Linked DNA regions of Mus musculus: all the other regions are linked to region 2. The links are chromatin contacts, called in public HiChIP or PLAC-seq and promoter capture Hi-C maps. All regions are on one chromosome and are shown on one strand. Each heading gives the region's core, a stretch centred on a gene start, on an enhancer-like site or on the middle of the called end of the contact. The rest is flanking DNA. Distances are from core to core; before and after follow the strand shown. Region 1 has its middle 63 kb from the start of Gm35392. Region 2 holds the start of Csmd1 (CUB and Sushi multiple domains 1). Region 3 holds the start of BB014433 (expressed sequence BB014433).

The links. Promoter capture Hi-C pulls out the DNA fragments that hold promoters and counts their contacts. HiChIP or PLAC-seq counts read pairs in DNA pulled down with a chosen protein or histone mark.
Region 1: a promoter capture Hi-C map of second pharyngeal arch cranial neural crest shows a contact between it and region 2, with 7 times the contacts expected there. The contact joins the enhancer-like site here to the promoter of Csmd1 in region 2. A contact is called at or near these places in 6 of 39 promoter capture datasets (the C10 cell line, frontonasal cranial neural crest, hippocampal neurons and 3 more) and 1 of 115 datasets of contacts at active chromatin or transcription factors (embryonic forebrain).
Region 3: a contact with region 2 is called in an H3K4me3 HiChIP or PLAC-seq map of embryonic hindbrain, with 13 times the contacts expected there. The contact joins the promoter of BB014433 here to the promoter of Csmd1 in region 2. A contact is called at or near these places in 3 of 39 promoter capture datasets (cranial neural crest, hippocampal neurons and second pharyngeal arch cranial neural crest) and 1 of 115 datasets of contacts at active chromatin or transcription factors (embryonic hindbrain).

What each region holds. Positions count from the first base shown.
Region 1 is chr8:15,435,961-15,440,424 of GRCm38.p6, reverse strand. No RefSeq gene overlaps it. Among named protein-coding and RNA genes, the nearest start is that of Gm35392, 63 kb to the right of the region's middle. Within about 2 kb of position 1,669, at least 4 of the 459 cell types and tissues checked have an H3K27ac peak or open chromatin away from gene starts, as enhancers often do. A contact at or near this core is called in second pharyngeal arch cranial neural crest, where this site is marked.
Region 2 is chr8:17,532,330-17,536,771 of GRCm38.p6, reverse strand. It overlaps Csmd1 (CUB and Sushi multiple domains 1), which reads left to right and starts at 1,387. Exons shown (of 70, transcript NM_053171.2): 1 at 1,387-1,882. The coding sequence starts at 1,798.
Region 3 is chr8:15,044,585-15,049,098 of GRCm38.p6, reverse strand. It overlaps BB014433 (expressed sequence BB014433), which reads left to right and starts at 3,021. Exons shown (of 2, transcript NR_037972.1): 1 at 3,021-3,132.

The sequences.
Region 1 (4,464 bases), core at 420-2,919, 2.1 Mb after region 2:
GTATGTCCGTCTCTGTACCACATGCAGAGGGCAAAAGAGGGCATTGGATCCCCTAGAATCAGAGCTACAGATATCGAGAGCCACCACGTGGAGAGTAGAAATTGAGACCAGGCCCTCAGGGAATGGAAAAAATAGTCAAAAATACTATAGCAATGTCATGCATCCACACACCTGAGTACCTGTTGTTCTCAAACAAAGGGCCTGTGGCCAGTCTCATCTTTTAAAGTTTCTGTAATTGAATCATCAGCAGTAAGTCCATTTAAAATCCAGAGCATGTGCCCGAGTTTGTTGTCGCAGTGGATGTCTTTGTACTGCCTTCATTTTCACCTTCGCTTCTCGACATTGACATGTGAGTTTTAGTCAAAGAATATATGATTCTTATGGCATTCTCCACAGTATGCAATATAGTTAGTTATAATATATATCAGGTTAGTGTACTTTCCTTCCATTTTAACACCCAGACAAATAGATGAATATTAAATGTCTGTAATGTTTTTATTTATTTACTTACTTACTCGGTTAATAAGTAATTGTGATTTCTAATATCAAAATGTAGGAAATGCCCTTTTAATATCTTATTTACAAAAGGTAAACACACTGCTGCTCATATGAGCAGTCACTTAACCATTCTGGCATTTGGTATCCTTGCTTTGGTAAAGTTCAACAACACCCACACAGGACCAAGCCCCTCTTTTCTTGTCAGGAGAAGATTTCAAATACAGGAGACGCCTTTTTGGTATGGAGATGTGGTTTTAGTCCCTTGCAGCAGGAGTAACAATGCAGGAGCCATCCATACCCTGTGACCCACCTGAGTAGAAGGAGTCACAGGAAGGCCAAACACAGAGCTGAAAGGTTCCCAGCTGTGCTTTTCAGTCACAAGAAGAGAGCTAGGAAGCCCCTCCCGCAAGGCCTGTTTCACACCTATGCTTGAAAATAAAGTTAAAAGTTAAAGAAAAGAAAAGAAAAGAAGAGAAGAGAAGAGAAGAGAAGAGAAGAGAAGAGAAAAGAAAAGAAAAGAAAAGAAAAGAAAAGAAAAGAAAAGAAAAGAAAAGAAGTAAAGAAAAGCCCACGCTGTTTCTTACAGCTTCCATTAGAACTATCTTAACATGGTAGGGTATCAAACAAAGCAGACGCATGGCTCAGAGGCCCAAATTGGTACACACTGTACTTTCAGGAAAACAAGCACTGGATATAGACATTGGTACTCTAGAGTCTGGAGGTCCTCCGGACCTGATGCTTATCATTCTCATCCTCTCTGCCTCTTTCTTCCACCCTCTATCCACTCTTTTCTTGAACCCATCTATTGATTGTTTATGTGTTTTTGTTTACTACTTTGACAGTTGAACTTGCAGCTCGAAGCTGTCCAATCACCCTGTCCTTCAGTTATTTCAGCGTGCTTACAGTTTGCTGTTGGAGGCATCTTGAGAATTGTTCAGTAAGTATCTCGAAGATTCTAACATCTGCCACCTTTCTGTTGCCATCCATCCTTGTCCATTCCTCCCCGGGATTAACTCCGTCTCACCTGTGTGAACAAGAACTTCTCTGACCTGCTGCTCCTTCACTGCCCTGAGCCTACAGAAAGCATCCTATGATGGGGTCTTGGCCTGATTTCACTGTTGATTCTTGGTACAGAACAGACACTGATGGAGGAAGAAGTCCGAGGCTCAGCACCACGCTGTCCTTGGTCCTGAAGCTGCTGACTTGGCTTGCTTGCTTGCTTGCTTGCTTGCTTGCTTGCTTGCTCATTTGCTCGTTTTCTTGCTTGCTTGCTTGCTTTTTGCTTTCTTCTTCTTTTTTTCAATTCAGCTCAGTGGTTTCCTTTTTATTGATGTGCCTCCTACCTCCCCCACCCAATGTCAATCCATTACATCTACCCTCTGAAAAGAAGGTAGCAAAAAGAAGCAATTATTGGGGTTCTGAGCCCGTTGGGCAGTTAGAAAGGGAATAGCAGCCAAAACAATCATTGGATGTGACAGAGATTGACAATCAAGAAGTCTAAAGCAGAGTGGGAATGGAGGGAAAACAAGAGGAAAAAGAGATGTACAGAGGCTTTATCTACCATTATCCCTCCTGCTGAGAGGGACGGACGGAAGAGACAGCCTCAAACACTAAGTGCAGGTCCTGAAGAAAGGAGATAGTGTTTGAGCCTGAAGGAGGAACTGGATGTCAAGGAAGGAGCGCCACCTGTCTTTGTAGAATGGAACCCCCAGCTCAGGTACAGCATCTTCACAGTCTGTAGATGCTTTCATCACCGTAGACAATGTTCAGTGTTCCCGTACAGCTGACCCATGGTGGCACTGGTGGATGGAATGACATTGTTGCCGAATAAAAACAAGGAATCTTCAGCAGGAAGATGGATTCCCTTCCGGATCAAGAAGTAGAATTGACCAACCATAAGATCAGAAGGCACCAGGTATTCCTTTTTGTCCAGGACTCCTATCTGAGCTTTGGGAACTTTTTCAACTATCACTGGGACCCAGTCTGGGGATTTCTTTTGGATTTTCTCACCCTCAGAGCAGCACTTCTCAAATGGATGCTCTTCTTTGCACTGGAACTTCATTCTCCTGAGAACCAGGCCAGACAGAGCTGGGCTGAGGGAACTTGGGGCTGTGGCAGGTGGGAGGGAGGGGAAGGCAGAACAGGGTTCTTTCTTTCTTAGCAGAGTTCACGCCCTGTTTGATATCTATGCCTTTCCATTTAACTTGAAAGCAGGAATAGAGAATAGCTCTACCTAATTTTCTTTAAAGCAAAAGTCTTGGCACATATATTAGAAGCATGAAAACTAACACTGAGGTCGACCGCATCTCAACCTGACATGGGAGCATTTGGTGTTTGCCTGCTTTTCATATATATAACTGCTGATTGGATTCATGGAGCTTCAACAGGGATCAGTTAATATATGCCTGGAGAATGAGCCATTAACATAAATATGAGCTTTGATAAAAGGTAATTTGGAAAGCTAGTCAGCAGCAGGACAAAATGAGTCCGGCTCATCATCAAAGAGCAACGATTTAAGCGTCATTAATTCTAAGATGTGATGGCTCAAAAAAAAAAGTTTTCTCTAATATTCACAACTGTCACCACCTTTCTCAGCCTTAACTCTGCTTCTCAGAGCTGATGAGAAAGGGGGAACACTAGAGAGCAAATGTCTTTAAATGTTCACTACTTTTTCTGAACAAGTTAATAAAGCATGAAAACTCACCATTTCATCTAGACTGAGTTGAGGAAATGCTCAAGAATCATGGGCAGTAGGGAGCACACACCCAACTGAAAGGAAGTGCTGAGAGCCAGGTGGAAATAGCTTCACCCCGCCCCCTCCCCCAGCTTCCTACAGTTAACAGAGTCTGGATCAGGTAGCATATGTAGTAGCACTGATGAGGCTATGCTAAGGCTCAGCATGAAATAACTCCTCATGAATCTCATTTTTCATAGACATGAGGATAAGGGAGAATGAAATTGGGTAAAAGAGCTTACACTCTAACCTGGAAAAGGAATGCATTGCTTACTGAGAAGAGTAAAGAATCTGCCCTATGTGTGCATTTTTTCATAATCAAGAATGTTTTTGGTGTGAGGCCTTGATACAAGGCTTGACTATATTACAGATTTGATTTCTGCCTGAAAACTCTATGTTTATGATATGGCACAGTATTTTATATTTTTGAGTAGAGGATAAAGATGGTAACAGTGATTTCTTTCTTTGATCTAGGAAGGCATTTCCAGATACCAAGGTTTTCTGTCTACACACTGTCTAATCTCCTTTTGAAGTTCTTCAGTTCCTGGTCCAAGGTCACACACGGCTGTCGGTTTAACAGTTGTATTACAAGGAGAAAGCACATAACCAGGCAGTATGTTCAGAGCAAATGTAGCCATGTAATGGGGTCCTGTGCAGAAGTCTATGGTGAAAGAGTAAGAAGAGAAAGTTGTAATGAGAAAGAGAAGGAGGAGGAAGGAGAGGGACTCCTCTCTGAAGGACAGACAGTCCATAGTAGTATCTGGACTCTATGAAGAAAGGCAAAGGGAAAGCATTTGAATGAATGAGGATGTGGGTAGAGAAGGGAGGACCACTTTGGTGAGAATGAAGTTGAGAACAGATTTGGACTCCAAATTCTAGAATGACTAGCAAACGCTACTAAAAGAAGTCATGTATGGTAAGGTTTCACTCCAGAAAGACTGCTTCAGTGTCATGAAGGGCACCAACTAGATAGTGAGGAGCTACAGAGGCCTTGCTTTGAGCATGAGAGACATCATATCTTCAGAGTGCCTGGGAATCCCTGCACTTGACACCATGATCATATAAAGTTCGTGTGGATCATTTAGGTAAAGAAGTTCCCTGACACTTTAAGGTCAGATCCAACAGTCTCAAAACACCAAGACAGATTTGTTGGCAGCAAATGCTTAGTTGATGCTTAAATTTTCATGACTTGAAGGTTAAATATTTTATTAACAGGGAGCAATCTAGTATGT
Region 2 (4,442 bases), core at 138-2,637:
TAGGGATAAGGGAAGAGCAATGGGAGGATACTTTCAAACAAACAAAACAAAAAAACTTCAGATCAGTTCCAAGAGAGCCTGGGGGAAACCTGCAGGAGAACAGAGCCCAGGGTTTTTTTTTTTTTTTTTTTTTTCTGGGGAGCTCCAATCTCCAGGAGAAGGATTCTAGGCTGGATAAAGTCTCTGGTTACTCTTGGAAGGTAAGGTACAGCCGGTGACTCTACATTTTTGGAGTCACTCTCATGCCCTCACGTCATCCGTGGGCTTCAGGGAGCAAGAAAGCTCTAGAACACTAAACTTGAGTGGCACACCGTGACTCTGCCCCTAACAGTGGGCACAATGCTGGTGCGATGATGTGGCCATCAGCCTGCCTCCACACACCATCCTCATTCCTTGGTGTGAACAACTCACAGTCAGCATGGGATGAATGTTCCCATGCTGGGGGCCTGAGATGTCCATCCCTGGCCCCTTCCATCCTATCCTCTAGAACTCCCGAATCCTTTCTAAGAATGGAGCATCTGTGAACTCTAGCCTTCACCTGGTTTGGATTTTTTCAATTAACCTACAGCCTTTTTCTAGTAGTTTACTCTGTGTGCACTCACTGGCTGCAGTAGACCTGCTTTTAGGAACTTCCTTCTGATCCCTCTTGCAGGAATGCTGGATGTGATGCTGGGGTTCACTACACTTTTGTCAATTCTCCTGCTCTCACAACCAGAACAGGGTGGCAGCCCAGTTGGGTTGTTTAGATTCATTTTGTTTCCCACATAGAGCTGGGCTTGCAATGAGGGTAACACTAACAGGACTAAACAGGAGCAGAACAGGAACCTGTCAGAGGCTCATCATAGTTGCAGACAGTCACCTTTTCAAAGGTAATTTATAATTTCTTTTAAAAGCACCATTTTGCTCCCAGTTTCAGTCACAGCTGGGCCCATTCTCTTCCCCCACCTGCATTTCTTTCCTAACTTAGGCAGAGGTCTTCTTCTGGTCAGTAGAGAAAGAGAAGGATGGAGGCTGGCCTCTGCCTGCCCCCACAGAGCCCTCGGGCTCGCTCGCGTGGCCAATTGTATGGTTTTTCCCCGGTGCGCAGCGTGGGCTTCTCCCACTTGAGCGCCCAACAAGTCTCCGTGCTCCAGCCTGCGCGCAGCCGCGCCAGAGACTGAACGCTGCGCTGCCTGCGGGAGCACTAGCAGGGGCCTGAAAGCCCGAGGCCAGGCTGAGTCCCGGACTGCGCGGTGCCAGCCTCCTTCCCCTCTCGGTGGGTAGGATGGTTGAGTCCAGCCACCACGGCAGCGGCTCCTTGCGCCTCTAGCAGCCTGTCTTCGGCGCTCGCTCCCCGCCTTCCTCCCGCTCCAGCCCTGCTCCCCCCTCCCCCCGCGCCCCTCCCGCACCTCCCACTCGCTGGCTCTCTCTCCAGCTGCCTCCGCTCCAGGTTGCTCCCGGTTGCGCGCGCTCCTCTCCCGCCTCGCCCCCTCCCGCAGCCTCGCCGCCTTGGTGCCTTCCTGCCCGGCTCGGCCGGCGCTCGTCCCCGGCCCCGGCAGCCCCGGGGCTGCGCTCGCTCAGAGCATCTTCAGCCCCGCAGTGGCTCGGACCCGATGCTACGGGAGCGGAGCGAGCCGGGCGCGCAGAGCTGCGGGAGGCGTCAGATGCGCGGCCGGGCTGGGGACCCGGAGCTCTTGCCAGCTCGCCTTGCCCTTTGGTGATTACCGGACTCTGTTTAGAGCCCGGTTGTTCCTCGGAGGAGACCGGCGCATCCGAGAGGAGCCATCCGTGTCGTGTGCGTGTGGAATATCTGCAGACATGACTGCGTGGAGGAAATTCAAGTCGCTGCTCCTGCCTCTGGTGCTGGCGGTTCTGTGCGCGGGGCTCCTCACTGCAGCTAAGGGTAAGACAGGCTAGCTCGGTACCGGGGAGACGGCCGAACCCTCGGAGGCCCGGTTTGCGAACGCGAGTGTCTGATCTGAGGATTGTAAGGGACCAAGCGGCAGGCACCGACCGGGTGGCTGTCCACCAGCGACGCTAGGGAACGCAGCGCCCGATACCGAGCTTCCATCGCGTTCTTCCCACCCCTCATCTGCCCCCGCCCCACCCCCGCCCTTCCTTCCCCCTCACTTGGGCTTAAACGACATTTCTCTCTGTGCTGTGTACTGTGGGTTGTCAAGGAGAAGAGAGCCCGACACGAGTTGGGCAGAGAACTGCGCCTTGGCTCCTGGCGCTTGGTGGGCTTGGCGGGTCGCAGGCTGGGGTAGTTCCCACGACTTCTCCCCGGACCCAGCGCACCTGGGAAACATACTGGGCACCGTCAGCCTGGCAAGTTCAAGCTCGCCGGGCTCCTGTGCCATCAGAGAGAGCTCCTAGCTGAGTGGTGTTCCCATAGCCTTACACCTCCTCTCACCCCATTCCTATGCTTCCCCTCCAAGGTACTCAAACTAGCTGTCTCTGGGATGTCGCCTCCTCTTTCCTTCCCTGGACTTTGCTTTTTTGCAAGTTGTGATATCTGGCAAGGTGGGTGAAGCCAGTGGGGAGTTCTGGTCAGGTTTCCCTAGCAGATCAATTCTCTGTGGGTGCAGAGGCAACCCCTGTCAAAGTCTGATCAACCAAAGGAAAGGGCTATTTCTGTATGGTTCCTGGGGCTTTTTTGTCTCAGAGAATTTGGCTTTCTCCTTGAAAGGAGTTAGGGGATGTTTTCTCCTAAGTCTCTACAAGCTGCAACCTTCGGGCTGGTAACAGCTCCTGTGCGCTAGGTTTAGTCTATGGGAAGGAGGAGGAAAGAGAGGAGGAAGGGGGGAGAAGGAGAGAGAGAGAGAGGGAGAGAGAGAGAGAGAGAGAGAGAGAGAGAGAGAGAGAGAGAGAGAGAGAGAGAGAGAGAGGATTGATTTCACATTGGCAAGTACCTGCTCCCATTTCTTCACTCTCTCATATGCTCCTGGTGCTACTGGGTGTCAGGTTCCCAGTTTCCTTCCTCACACTACTGGGCAAATCTGTATCTGTATCTTTATAGACAGACTGCTTTTCTTTTTAAAGGATGGAACCAAGTCTTACGACTTTTTCCCCCCTTTTGAATCATTTGTCCCCTCTTTTCCTCAGAAGAAATTTCCCTTTCCTCTCTAAGACTACCCCAGCTGCTATTCCCCTAGTGGTTCAAATTCAAGGGTGATTAAGAAGCCACAGAGGACTCTGTGATCTCCATCCAACTCCACACCGGCCTGGAGAGAGCAGAGGATTGCCTGAGGGCTCCAGGTGGGGGAAAATTCGGCCTTCTGATGCTGGCCCCTCTGCTTAGCATCCTTCTCACAATAACTATCCGTGGGATGTGTCCCAATAGCTCACCTAGAAATAGGTGGGTCCTGCTTAACTAGAAAGATGGGATTGCTTGATTTTTGGGGAGCTTCCCACAGATGTCTACCCTCTGACTACATGTCCCCCTCCCCCCATCTAGCCTGGGCCTCCACCTGAGGAGGCTCCACGGGTCAAGCACCAAGCAGGGTTAGGTTGGCAGAGGGCTCTGGTCTGGGCACGCTGGGAAATGAGAGGCAAAACATGAAAAGTCTGTGCCCCCCAAACCAGGTACTGATGTCAATGTTGGAAGTGGAAAAGATTCAGGATACAGAACCAGGCTTTGTCCAGACCAACCCTTGCTGAAATGGTATTCTTGTCATGCAACTATGCCAAACTTCTTACCCTTTCCTGCACTCTGAGATGATCTAAGGCAAAGCTTCCTCCTTCCTTAAACCTGCAGCTCACCCTTGGAGCGCACTCTGGGTTTCCTTGGAGTTCTGAGCAGTCCTAGCTCCCTCCCCCCGCAATTAACAGAGGTTGCTGCGTGGACCCCACAGCCTCTCGCCCGGCTGCTTAATAATCCCTACACGTGTGCGGGCTGATTCCGCCCCCACGAGGGTGGTCTGCCGCTCTGGGGGAGGGGAAGCTGGGGCCGGGCGTGGAGGGATAGGTCCTGGACAGAGGCTGCACTGGCCTGGTTAAGGGATTCCAGGTTAGGTGCATAGAGTCCTGGGCCTGGACTCAAAGCCCCAGGGAACTGAGTGCCTCCTGCGCACCAGGAATCCCGGTTGAGACCATGGACGCCAAAGTGAAGCCAAGGCGCTGCCAGCCCCTGCTTGCTTGGCACTGGGATCTTACGCGAGAGCGCGCGCGCGCGCGCACCCCCGTGCTCAAAGTGACTGGGACTCTGGTCTCCAAGAACGTTTGCATTATTGTCTGACACACGGAGCAGGGGGTGCATGCTCCTTCATTAACCCCCTCGGGATCCGAGCTGCATCCCCTACCACTCACGAAGTCAGGCGCAAGCCCTGTGGCTGTGCAGGCTGGCAGGAGGCTGGTGACGCCAGCAAGAGAGTAGCCAACAGTGTGCTGACTGGCAGCTGGGGCAGGGTCGCAGTTTCCCTTAGAAAGCCAAAGCCACTGGGCCAAGGTCGGGCCTCTGCCAG
Region 3 (4,514 bases), core at 1,772-4,271, 2.5 Mb after region 2:
CTGAGCCAGTGTGAGCCAGTGTGAGCCAGTCTGAGCAAGTGTGAGCCAGTGTGAGCCTGTGTGAGCCAGTCTGAGCCAGTGTGAGCCAGTGTGAGCCTGTGTGAGCCAGTCTGAGCCAGTGTGAGCAGTACACACATGTAAGCCCAGTGGACTGAGCATCTTTCAGGGGCCCATATAGCTTCGACAAGATACAGTTAACAACAGGGATAGGAAGTTGACAGTCTTTTAAACATTGTAAATCACCAATAGCCACATAAAGAGCATCTGGAGCCTGGAGTGGTGGGGCAGGGCCATCCTCTCAGCCCTTGTAAAATGGAGGCAAGAGGATCAAGAGTTCAAGACCATCCTCAGGTTCATACAGAGTTCAAGACCAGCCTGAACCCCATGGGCCACATCTCTAAAGAACAACTAAATAACCAGCTGTAATCACTTCGAAGTCCCCGCCTAACACTAAACTCCGGGTTCACAAAGCCAGAATGCCCTTGCCTGCTTCCCTTGGCTTCCTGGGAAGGTGCTGCTGGTGCACAGAAGCCTGAAGCTCAGATCCTTCGCAGCCTCAACTGCTCCATATTCTCTGGTCACAACTAAGAACCATGGCTTCCCAGCCAATAGGAAAGTCAGCGTGACGGGAGATTCCTGTCTTAGGGTTAAGCCACTCTGAAGATTAATATATGCCACCCCCTTAACTCGGCATCTAATGAAGCCAGTTAATACCTGAGGGGTTCTTTCTCTGGGACAGGCTCATTCTCAGATATGGGCTCAAGGAGTCCTGTTCCCTATCTTAGTGCAGAGCAACTGTTATTGATGTGCAGGGACCCTGCAGCTCCTGTATGAATGCCTGCTGATTTGTTGCTACACCTGGAGCCCACCGGCTACGGGGAAGTGAGACAGACAGACAACAATACTGCCAAGAAAGTGTATGTGTGTTAGGGATGGGGTTGACATCCCATGATGCATTGTGGCCAGACACTCACCTCCCAGATCGGTGACCCTGGATGACATGCAGGTACAACTTTCTCACCAAAGAACGGGTGAGTATGAAGTGGAAAGATGAGTGATTTCTCAGGTCTTCCTCTCCCGCATGCCCCCGAATCAGTCATAATTAGGGGGTTGGTCATCTACAACAGAGCCGCTCTGAGACTAAAAAGATCGACTGTTAATAACCAGTGCATGCCCAGAGATCCAGACATCTGCCACCCTGACCACAACCAGTTGACCTACACAGCAGAAACACCCAAGAATGTGTGTCTAACCTTACACCCGTGGCTCACCGTGTCAGATTGATTGGTAGAGAGCCAACTAAGAAGCATGCCTCTGGATAGGTCTCTGTGTGTGTGTTTCAGGAAGGTTCAGTTGAGGTAGGGTGTCCCACTACAAATATGGGAGTGCTATTCCATGGACTGGGGTTCCAGACTGCATAAAGAGGAGAAAGCAGGCTGGTCAACAGCGGCCATCTCCCTCTGTTTTCTTACTGCTGATGCAAACCTCCCCTCCACTAAGAACTATGTATCCTCTCGAATTGTAGCTGTGTATCCTCCCAAGCAAGCCCTCCCTCCCTTAGGGCTTTGTCAAGTGTTTTCACTCACCAGCAAGGATCTGACATACTCACTAACTTCGAGCAATTGAGCAAATTATTTTCAAAAAATCATGAATGATCCTAGCACAGCCCAAAGAGCCCTTCTCTCCCTCTTCCCTCTTAATGGCCACTACTGCAGTATCACCTTTGTTCACAAGAGGGCACACCAGCCACCAGAAATCTTTTCTTCCCTGGGCACTCTCCTGGCTGTGAGCTCTTTTCAAGAAGAGCTCAACAATAGTGTGCAAAAGAAAGAAAAAAAGAAAAGTCTGGAACTTGAGTGTTGTTACCCATAATCCTTTTTAATGTGGAATAAAGTTCCATTACTCCTGACCCCGGGGCTGGCAAGTCACAGTAATTGTGTCTGACACATCCTGGGGCATGATAGGCAGCACTGTTTCTATGATTTTTAGAGGACTGTACAAACAAGACCAAGAAAAACCTTAGAAACCTTTTATTTTTCCTGTTGAGAGCTGCCTAGTTTGTCTACTTGCTAATCCCAGCTGCAGAGGAGGTTTTAATTATGAGTAGCTTGTTTTCTTCTGGCACAAAGAATGTAGGGTGGTATAGGGAGTGTAGGCTAAGTATTAGGAGGTAACTCCTCCAAAGAACACAGGGTCCCTTCAAGCCAATAGAAATTCTTCACTGGCCAGTAGACCTAAACCGTGGAGCCCTGAGCCCTACAGTTCTTTGTCAGCGTGCACAAAAATTACATCCTGGTTGTCAAGCTTTGGTTAGCAAGAAGACAACAACAGATGCCAAAAAGCAAGGTTGGTATATTTAGGAACTTTCCCAGGTCCTGTACTATGGGCTGGCATAGGTTTTTGGTGGATTTGGTCTTAGTACCCATTCTGGCAGGCATTGGGGCCTACATACCCAGTTTTAAGGTCACGATAATGTCTCTAACATGACATCAGATGTCCTAAGGTCTTAGGATGTACTAAGCTCTGGGGGCCTGTTACAGTAAGAGATGATCTACAAACACCCAGGCCTGGATTGTCACTCCCAAATGGGTCCCAAAGTCGCTTCAATCTGAGATGTCCCTAGCCCTGTCATATAAAGTATCCTTTATGATGATAAGAGCCCAGACTTGTACTATGACCACTCTGATATCTGCGGGAGAGGGAGGACTCCATACACACTTTAAAACCCATTCAGCACCCTGCATCTGATGTGAGTTTGTCCCATGACAGGACTTCAGAGTCAGGAAGCTGTGGGGTGTGGAGTCACGTGAGCTGTGGAGGTCCACCCAAGGACACTGAGAGACAGTGAGAAGCCAACGGGGCTTTCGAGATGGAACAGCCTTGCTCTACGTGAACCTAGACGTGGGAACAAAGGCTTCCGAAGCCTTGGAAACCATGGGGAAAGAATGCAGTGCTGACCCTGGGAACAAACATAAATTCCAGGTTCTAATAGAAGGAAGGTTCTGGGCGATGACTTCTTTGTTGAACCCAACATTCCCGTGCCCTGTTGACGCACCCCTCTACGGAGCCAAGATCTGTTGGCACAGCCCTCTGCGGAGCCATGCTAAGAACACCATGAACTACAAATTGAGGGTGAGCTCAAGCCTGCTGGTAAGAAACAACCAAAGAAACCCACTGTCTCTAGACTTTCCCAGAAGCAGAATTCTGTGCTGAAGTAGTTGACCCATACCTGTTAGCGCTACTTAAATACGAATACATTTTTATCATGTCACCGCTCATGTGACATGCTCGTAAAATCTACTCATCTCTCTGCCATGGGTCTCGTATAAACCCAGAAAGACAAAGTGATTCTAAAGATGGTAAAGAACTTCCCATTACTGCAGATGTGGAAACTGACCCACACAGAACCAGCAGCACCCTCACCTGCAGCTCCTGGAAACCCAAGTCTACCAAGTTTAGCCTCCAGGATACCCACAGACATGTCTCTTCACTGGACCAAGGTGTGAACAACTCCCTTGGCTTTTCCTGTATTCTTATGCACCTAGGCCCTGTACTGTGTAGGACAGGATGGGTTGCTGTTTGCAGACAGAGTCCTCGTAAGGAAAGGGTGCACAGATACACCAGTGGCAAGGATAACATACTTGATGCTCTTGACCTAAATAATAATCAGAGACATTCAGACAGACAGACAGTCTTCAGGACATTGATATTGAGAGCTGAATGGGCTATTGTGGGAACAGGTATACCCCAGAAAGTCATGATTGTGGGCAAGGGATAATTTCTATAAACAAAATGAATTATGTCTAGCATCTTGAAACCATCTTCCTTGGTCACAGACTATCAAGGGAAATGCCACCCAAGGCTGAGTGGGCCATTTGGGGATAAACATCCTGAAAGGGTTTTCTGGACAAAATTCTGGTTCTGTAGCCAATGCAATGGTTCTACATCTTGGTGAATACAAAGTCAAAGCAAATGCCAGCATGAAATGAAGTAGAAAGATATATTACCTGCAGCAGGAAGGGAAGGGCAGGCAACCATTTCCAAAGCATCCAATGCCTTCCTCTGGGGAAGTGCCTGGAGCTGTTCGGCAAGCCAACAACACCTATGCAGTGGAGAGGGGGCCCCATCCTGAACGTGCTTAGTTAATGCTGAGTTGAACTCCTGCGCATGCTCAATTTAAGGTTATCATTCAGAAAGAAAGATGTAGATGTATTTCTGGGCATGCTCTGGTTTATAGATAGGGCACATAGGAGCCAGGTAGCATGCTGGGCATGTGACATAAACCTTCTGAAGGCTGAGTTAATATAGGAACTTGCCTGTGATGGTGCCTGCTTCACCGCTTGCCTCTGCCACTTGAGGTTTCCTGTGATCTGATCACCAGTCGAGTATCAAAGATATATTATATATTATATGTTATACTATGTTATATATTATATCAATTATATTATATATTCTATGTTATATGTTATATTATCTCATATATCATATATTATATATAACCTCCTTGTTATATC